2 separate regions of the Mus musculus genome follow, and region 2 is linked to region 1. A link is a contact called in public Hi-C data. All regions are on one chromosome and are shown on one strand. Each heading gives the region's core, a stretch centred on a gene start, on an enhancer-like site or on the middle of the called end of the contact. The rest is flanking DNA. Distances are from core to core; before and after follow the strand shown.

The links. A called contact is a pair of places that touch in the nucleus more often than the background predicts.
Region 2: a Hi-C map of bone marrow-derived macrophages shows a contact between it and region 1, with 5 times the contacts expected there. The contact joins two enhancer-like sites. A contact is called at or near these places in 10 of 484 Hi-C or Micro-C datasets (the Ba/F3 cell line, ECoMG myeloid progenitors, the G1E-ER4 cell line and 6 more) and 1 of 115 datasets of contacts at active chromatin or transcription factors (the HPC-7 cell line).

Annotation. Positions count from the first base shown.
Region 1 is chr15:63,498,059-63,501,953 of GRCm38.p6, forward strand. No RefSeq gene overlaps it. Among named protein-coding and RNA genes, the nearest start is that of Gm25702, 19 kb to the left of the region's middle. Within about 2 kb of position 2,588, at least 12 of the 459 cell types and tissues checked have an H3K27ac peak or open chromatin away from gene starts, as enhancers often do. A contact at or near this core is called in the Ba/F3 cell line, the G1E-ER4 cell line and bone marrow-derived macrophages, where this site is marked.
Region 2 is chr15:63,650,544-63,654,510 of GRCm38.p6, forward strand. No RefSeq gene overlaps it. Among named protein-coding and RNA genes, the nearest start is that of 4930449C09Rik, 66 kb to the right of the region's middle. Within about 2 kb of position 2,203, at least 38 of the 459 cell types and tissues checked have an H3K27ac peak or open chromatin away from gene starts, as enhancers often do. A contact at or near this core is called in the Ba/F3 cell line, the G1E-ER4 cell line and bone marrow-derived macrophages, where this site is marked.

The DNA of each region.
Region 1 (3,895 bases), core at 1,338-3,837:
AAAATGATAATGAAATAAAGTTACTACCTGATGAGATTCATAAGGATCCAATTTAAGTACTATTTTTCTATGTCTGTACCTCCTTTCTCCTTCCTTTTCCTCTTACCTCTCTCTTTTCTTTCTCTCTTCATATGCATGTGATAGAGACAGACAGGTGGATGATAGATAGATAGATAGATAGATAGATAGATAGATAGATAGATAGATAGATAGATAGATGATAGATGAAGATAAGTAGATAAATGATAGGTTGACTGATAAAAATAACTAGATAGATGATAGAGAGATAGAAAGATAAGGAGAGAGAGAAAGAGAGAGAGATGGAGACAGATATATGAGAGAGAGAGAGAGATCAAAAATATAGGTACTGGCAAAATCATTATCCAGTAATCTTCACAAACAGCAAGAGAGAATGTCTTTTCAGACCTACTGTTTCCATGCTGATGATCTATTCCTGCTAAAAACCAACAGATATTCACAGGTATTAGCAAGTAAGATCTACAAGTAAGATAATTAAGAAATCGTCCATATTTGACTCGACCTCTAGACCCACAGTTCCTGAGAATTATGTGAAGGAAGTATTCTTGCTCAATCATGTTTCTACCATATCATCAATCCCACAAAGAAACAGAGGAACTGAGCCAGCTCATTCTACCCGCATTTGCCTCAATTCTGAACCCAGGGAAGGAGAAGTTGGGCTTTAGCCTCATTTAGTGCTTCTGTGTGAAGCTGGAGGCATGACTACCTGGTCATTTGTTCAACATGCAACAAAAATGAATAGATATGCATGCATCCATTTGTACACTTGGAAATCTAGTAGCTTGTTTAGCAGGCATTTGTTAAGGGCCAGTGGTTTTCCAGGCATTCTTCTAGCAACTCCAGACATAGAGAGTAAGAAAACAGTTCCTACCCTCAGGGAGGTCAGTGGCCAGTTGAGCAGATGATGGTTAAAACACTGATGGATGGGGAAAAAAATGGCTGCAGGACCATGTGGAAGCCTAATGACAAAATTATACAAAGCCATAACAGAGAGGGGAACACCAAGTAAAGGTGTCTCATCTCTTGCCAAAGTTGTTTTGCATGTGGAACACTTTTTTAGACATGCAGACTTTCCAAATTGTTGGACTATTTATCTCCAAATTCTTAAAGCCTTAGGAGAAATGCTATCTCCCCCCACCCCATTCCAAGTTCCAAATGGACTCAAGCTGGACTTCACAACCTTCCCACAGTTACACTAATTCGGTGCTACTCTGCCCAACTGCTTATCTCTGATAAGGACATCATTGGCAGAAGAACAAAATGCAAAGCTCAAAGGAAAAGGGGCAAGATTAGCACTATTGGCCTAGATCACAACTATGTTCGTATAACCAGAAACCTTCAAAATATCCACTAAAGTGTTCTACTGTCAAAATAAGAGGCTCCAGTGAGATTGAAGATTTTCCTACATCCCAAGAGCAACCAGACATAGTATAAGATGCAGTTATCTACAATATAGTAGCAAAAACTCCACAAGAATTGTCAGATAGATTTACATTCTGATACTGCTGATGGTAGCAATGAAGTCAGTGATATTGAATAAACAGGCTCTAGGGCAGGGGAAAGCACTTTGCCCCTTAGAACTCTAAGCATGTCAAACAGATATGTAAATGAAGTGTTGTCTTAAATAAATTACGTTTTTTAAAAGTAGTTGTTACATCTGGGAGTATACAGAGATAGTTCAAAATGCAAAGAAGCCATTTAAGCCTTCAATGGGAAATAAATATAACTCCTTTTCAGGGCCAGGACTTGTGGAATACAAATGATGGCATGTCATGTGACAATAAAGACCCCAGTGTGTGCAAAGAAATATAGGCATATTGAATACAGCATGGTCTATGGTGACAAGAAACAAACAAAAGAAAATTTTCTTTTCCCTCTCCAACAGTAAGGCAGTGGTTAAATGAATTGTAATGCATAAATGCAATGGTGTCCTCTGTGATCATGTAACACATCGTTGATCTTTGTCTTAATATAAAAGAAAGCATTAATAAGTGTAATGTTTTATCTTATTTACTTATTTATACATGTGACAGTTTGAGTTTCTGAGCAATACACACAACGATAATAGAAATACTCATCAATCATCCACATATCTATCTATCATCTCTCTCCCTTCTATTTCTCTCTTTGTTCTCTCTGCTGCATCCTCAACTGAACAATGCCTGGGATGCAGTCAGTACAGAGTAAGTGTATCTTCAGTGAATGAATCAATTTAGAGTGCTACCTTCCTGTGTCCAGTGTGTAGTAAATTCTTAATGTTACACGTGACTATATGGCGATGGCAAGAGAAAGAGGAAAAGCCTTCCAAGGAGAAGAGATAGATCGTGCAGCCTGTGCTGTCACAATCTGCCACAAAAGCAAAGAATCACTGCTTTCCAAACCTACTGCTGAAATGCTTCAGGGTCCCAGTTGAACTTCCCCACTCTAATGCTCTTTCCTAGAATATGGCTCTATTAAAAGATTTAGCGACTCAGCAGCACAGAGGATACTCAATTTCCTCCCTGGGTCCTATTCTTGAAAGGTCAGGCCCCACTGACTTCCCATTTCCCATCCATTGTCACAGTTCATTGTTCTTCCCCCATCACAAGGAGTAAGCAGCACAATTACATCACTGGTCTCCTACCCCTTCAACCAGCTTTTCAACAGAGAAAGATCAGCCTCTCTTCTCATGTGTGACTCTGTGCCTGGTGCACAGAAATTGCTCTGGATTTTCTGTAGAATGTCTGTTTCTTTGTTTATAGATAAATGGTAGGTTTATCTAAAGCTACAGATTCCTCACAACATCCTTGTAAAATGGAAAGTAAAGATAGTGAGCCGGACTTGTGCCTGCCTGCAGCCCTGGAGGACAAAGAGCTTAGAGCAAGACAGACCAGGACTTGAATCCCAGCCATTCTAACTCCAAAGTACAGTCTTTAAACTTGAGCCCGACTTTATTCTAGGCTTTCAGTCTCAGCGCCGTTCTTCTCCTATCATTGATGGTAGCATTGCAGATCTCTGTCCTGGAGACAGCAGGGAGGGAATGTAAGACTTGGTGGACATGAGTTTTCACATGTGACAAGGGACCATCTCAACTGCCTTATTAGAATAGACTTCCGCAGACTTATCCCTGGGAACCTATGTAAAAGAGAAACATCTAGGTAAACCTTGTGTGTTCAAACCACAATGTGATAAGAAAAGTCCCTTTATTCCCCTTCTGAGGTAGAATAGCAAGGCTGATTAATGAAGTAGCAGAAGCAAGAGTGAAACATGACCCAGGGAAGAAACTGACTGACCACAGTGAGGTCCTCAGTGCTTTGAAACTTCAGCTAGCCTCTGGAAATCAAAACTTAGTGCATTAATGTTGTTTCCTTCTAGTTGTGATCTCCTGTAAGTTTTAAATTATCTTAGACTTTCTAAGTCTAAACTATATTCTGTGTGTGGGTGGGGGGGGGGTTAAGTTATCACAACTAACAACATCTCCATGGGTTCATATATTAAAAAGCAGCTTAGAGTCAATCAAGTAAACCCATAAAGCCTTGGTAGCTAAATAAATATAAATTTCAAATCCATGAAATGTTTGTATAAGTTCTCACCCAAACATCCAGAGACTAAGCCACCAATCAAAGAGCGTACATAGGCTGGTCTACGATCCATAGTACATATATAGCAGAGGACTGCCTTGTCTGGCCTCAGTGGGAGAGGATGTAACTAACCATGTAGAGAATTGATGTTCCAAGGAAAGGGGATGAGGGAAGCCAGGTGAGGGGTGAAGTAGGCAACACCCTCTCAGAGGCAAAGGGGAGGGGTGCTGGGGTGAAGAACTCTTGGAGGGGGATGTGGGAAGGGGGGCAACATTTGGTATGTAAATAAAACAATG
Region 2 (3,967 bases), core at 953-3,452, 150 kb after region 1:
TCATTTGCACATCCCCACCCTCCTCAGCAGGGTTCCCGATCTCAGTACATAATAAGTACCTTTCCCAGGGGCAGCTCCAATACTAGACTTTGCAATGATCGGAGGTGAATAGAGCTCCCTGGACCCAGAAGGAAGGAAGGGGGCAATTTATTAGATCACACTGCTTTTGTCTTCGTTTGTTCATCCGTGCATTCATTCACAGAGAAGGACAGAGCTTGGCATCTGTGAGGCTAAGTGTTTAGAAGATCTAAATGCAACTTACCTACCTGCCATGCCCAGAGGGAGCTCACAAAATCAAATCCTGATCATGTTGAGGGAAGCATGTGTGGTGAGGAGGTGCGTTTTCTGAGCCTCGGTTTCCTTGTTTGCAACAAAAGGACATAGTACTTACGTGTTGTCTGGTACACTGCACAAATGTGAAAAATGCTACTAGTCCATAAGGCTAAAGAGCATAATTTTAAGGCCTGGCTACCAGCTCCTATCATGTGTGCTCAAGGATGTGAACTCTTATAAAGAGGATTTTTTTTCTGGGAGAAATATGAAAGAAGGAATTGGTTTTCCTTGCCATGTACAACTGAGAACAAAAGTGGGAGGAAGGGAAGAAACAGGCGCACTTGCTGGGCTGTTCACCATCATCAATGCATATAAGAAACATCAAGGTGAGAACAAACAAGGTACTGCTGTGTGACGGGAGGCAGAAGTCAGCCACGGGAAGAGTCTGCCAATAGGGCTACGCATTAGCTACAAAGGGAAATTCAGAGCCTTGGCAGCAGAGAAGCCTGGCAGAAAGGACCTTAGGCAAATAGCTCACATCACCAGTAATGAGGGAAGCTGGCATTATGTGTATCCACCATAGTGCTTGAAAAGACACAGTAGCCCTTCCACGATGCTGGGGCTAGAAATGCGGGAGTTGAATCTGATCACAAGGCATCGTGGGGAAAACTGGCTTGAGGAAGAGTCTACAACATACCTCAATCTGTGTCCTTCCAAGGTAGTATTGTCGCAAAAGACAGGAAGCTTTTCTGAGCTTAAGGAGGCTAACGAAACTCAAGTTTAATGTGGGACTCAGCTCCTCATTTTGGCATGATTTGTGATTGGGACATTAGTAAAACTCACATGAAATTCACAGATTAAAGGAACAACTTACCTCGCTTTAATGGCTTAATTGGTTGCAATCCAAGAATTGAATGAATATATATATATATATATATATATATATATGTGTGTGTGTGTGTGTGTGTGTGTGTATATACATATATATACATGTGTATATATATATATATATATATATATATATATGTATGTATATACACACACACTTTTGGCACTATGTCTAAAATATATTTTATATATGATATATACATATATGCCATATATAGACACATATGTATATGATACACATTTTTAAAAAACTTGGTCAGTTGCATTGGGAAAATTACTTATACTGTCCTCTTGGTTTTATATTGTCAGTATCAACAAAAGGGGTATGGTGTAGAAACCCCTAACCCCCACTCTGACACACACACACACATCAAAGACCAGCACAAAGCATACCAGAGTGTGAGGCCTGAGCTGAGTTTCTGTAAACCCATATATGCCATATGTGTCTCACACCTTTCTCATTTATCTTCAAGGCTTCCAGTGTCCATGATAAGATGGCAATGATGCAACATGGACTCATTTACTCATTGATGCCGTCCCATAACGACCCATCCACACTAGCTAGGGCTTTTAAGATGTACCCCCTAGGACCCACATTCCACATCTCATCTTCATTCCTGACAGTACAGCAGAATATCCCCGCTACTGCTACACACCATGCTACCACAGGTCGATCATGAACAAGCCAGAAGACAGTTTGGCCCCTCGAACTATCAAACTCTTTGTTGACCTGGACTCTTCTTGTGAAATTTAGGTCACAGGGTCAGCACCTATCTGTCCTACATGCCAGACCAGGGACCCAGATTGTCTGTGGCACCTACACAAAGCACAGATAAAAACAAAATCAATCTAGATCAGACTGCTGCCATTTTGGAAATTCATGGGCTGGACCATCCCAGTGAACGGACACAATGTTGTCCTCCACACCCAAATGGACCCAAGAACTAAATTAGAAAATGGAGACAAAAAGTTGTTTCCTCCTCTTAGCCGATTAGGACAATCTAAGGAAAGTGCAAGAGCGCCCCCTGCTGCCAGTATTTGGAATTGTTTGATTCACCCTGAACATAGTTCAGCTTCAAGATGTGCAGCCTGGAGGCTTGAAATCAAGCCTCCTGCTCCCAGTGCGCACATTTTTCAAACACTACGCACACAGCTGCCCTTAAGCCAGTACTTAAGACTTCACCTGCATTATCTCGCTTCATCCCTTGAACAGTCTCAGGGCCTGGCAGAACAGCTACCATTGTGGCCTCTAACAGACAATTTAAAACCAGCCATGTAAGATGGTGTATAAAGTTGCTTACTCAAGGTCAGAGAGACTCTTTTTTTTTTTAAAGTAGCTCCATCTTTAAAATATGACATTCCTCCAAAGGATCTCTTCTAAATCCCCTTGCATACATAACAACCTAAGCTATATGCTGTATCTCCTAGGTGCACAGGACTGGGGAGTGAGAATGGGGTTCAAAAGCAATCCAATGATGTGTGCCTTTGTAAATCTATACATTCGTTAATGCTGTTATTTTCTCCCATGAATTAACAATTTTTACTCTTCTCTTGCTAACATGTACCAGGATAGAAATGAGTATGGTATATGTGTGTCTTTGTAAATCTATACATTCATTAATGCTGTTATTTTCTCCATGAATTAACAATTTTTACTCTTCTCTTGCTAACATGTACCAGGATAGAAATGAGTATGGTATATGTGTGTCTTTGTAAATCTATACATTCATTAATGTTGTTATTTTCTCCATGAATTAACAATTTTTACTCTTCTCTTGCTAACATGTACCAGGATAGAAATGAGTATGGTATATGTGTGTCTTTGTAAATCTATACATTCATTAATGCTGTTATTTTCTCCCATGAATTAACAATTTTTACTCTTCTCTTGCTAACATGTGCCAGGATAGAAATGAGTATGGTATCCGAATAAAAACTTCTGGATTACAAAGCGCATAGATCCTACTCCAAGGGGTTAAGGTTCTCAAGTGGGAAACAGAGAAATCCAGTGTGATAAAAGAGCTTCTCTTCAGGGACCAGTGGCTATGAAGAGTAAGATAAAAAGTCCTATAAGCGTTTGTACCAACTGAACGATCGTTTCCTCAGAGAAACTATAAAGCTATCCTCAGCCTTCCTCGTAATGTTGACATACAAGAGTGTGTTTCTCTGTTGAATATACAATGAAATACTGTTTGTTCAAATTTGTGTTCTTTCCGCTGGACCCTCAAATGGCAATTGAGAAATGGAGACAGATTTTGTTTTCCCAAGGTGGCCTGGTACAACTCCCAAAATGGAACTTTGTGTCGTTAGAACAGTTGAGAGGATCGTAGAAAGATGGACCCAAATATCAGCCAGAGAATTAGACCAGAAAATGGAACCAAAGTACCTGTCAGTCCAAGGATGTAGTGGCACTACGTGTACACCAACTGGGAATGTTGTGGTCCCAGGGGAATTAATATGAGAACCTATGATTACACACACGTGGCTCTTCTCAAGGGGGGTCTGGGATTGGTGGGAAACAATGGGTTTTCATGTCTAATAGTCTGAGTCCACAGTGGGAGACAGCTATTTCCCTAATCTTCCTGAGGTCATCTTTCTGCCTAAGGGTCATCTTTCCAGGTCAGATGATAGCTAAACTTGCCATCCCTTCAACATCAAGAACATAGAGTTTCAAAGGGTGAATTGCTGGGAGAAAAGGAAAAGTCAGGAAGACCAAAGGGAGACATTCAAGAGCTGGCATGCCACAGTCCCACACTTTTCTCAAATCCAGACTGTTCAATATCAAATTGTTGGCAGGCGGTTTGCA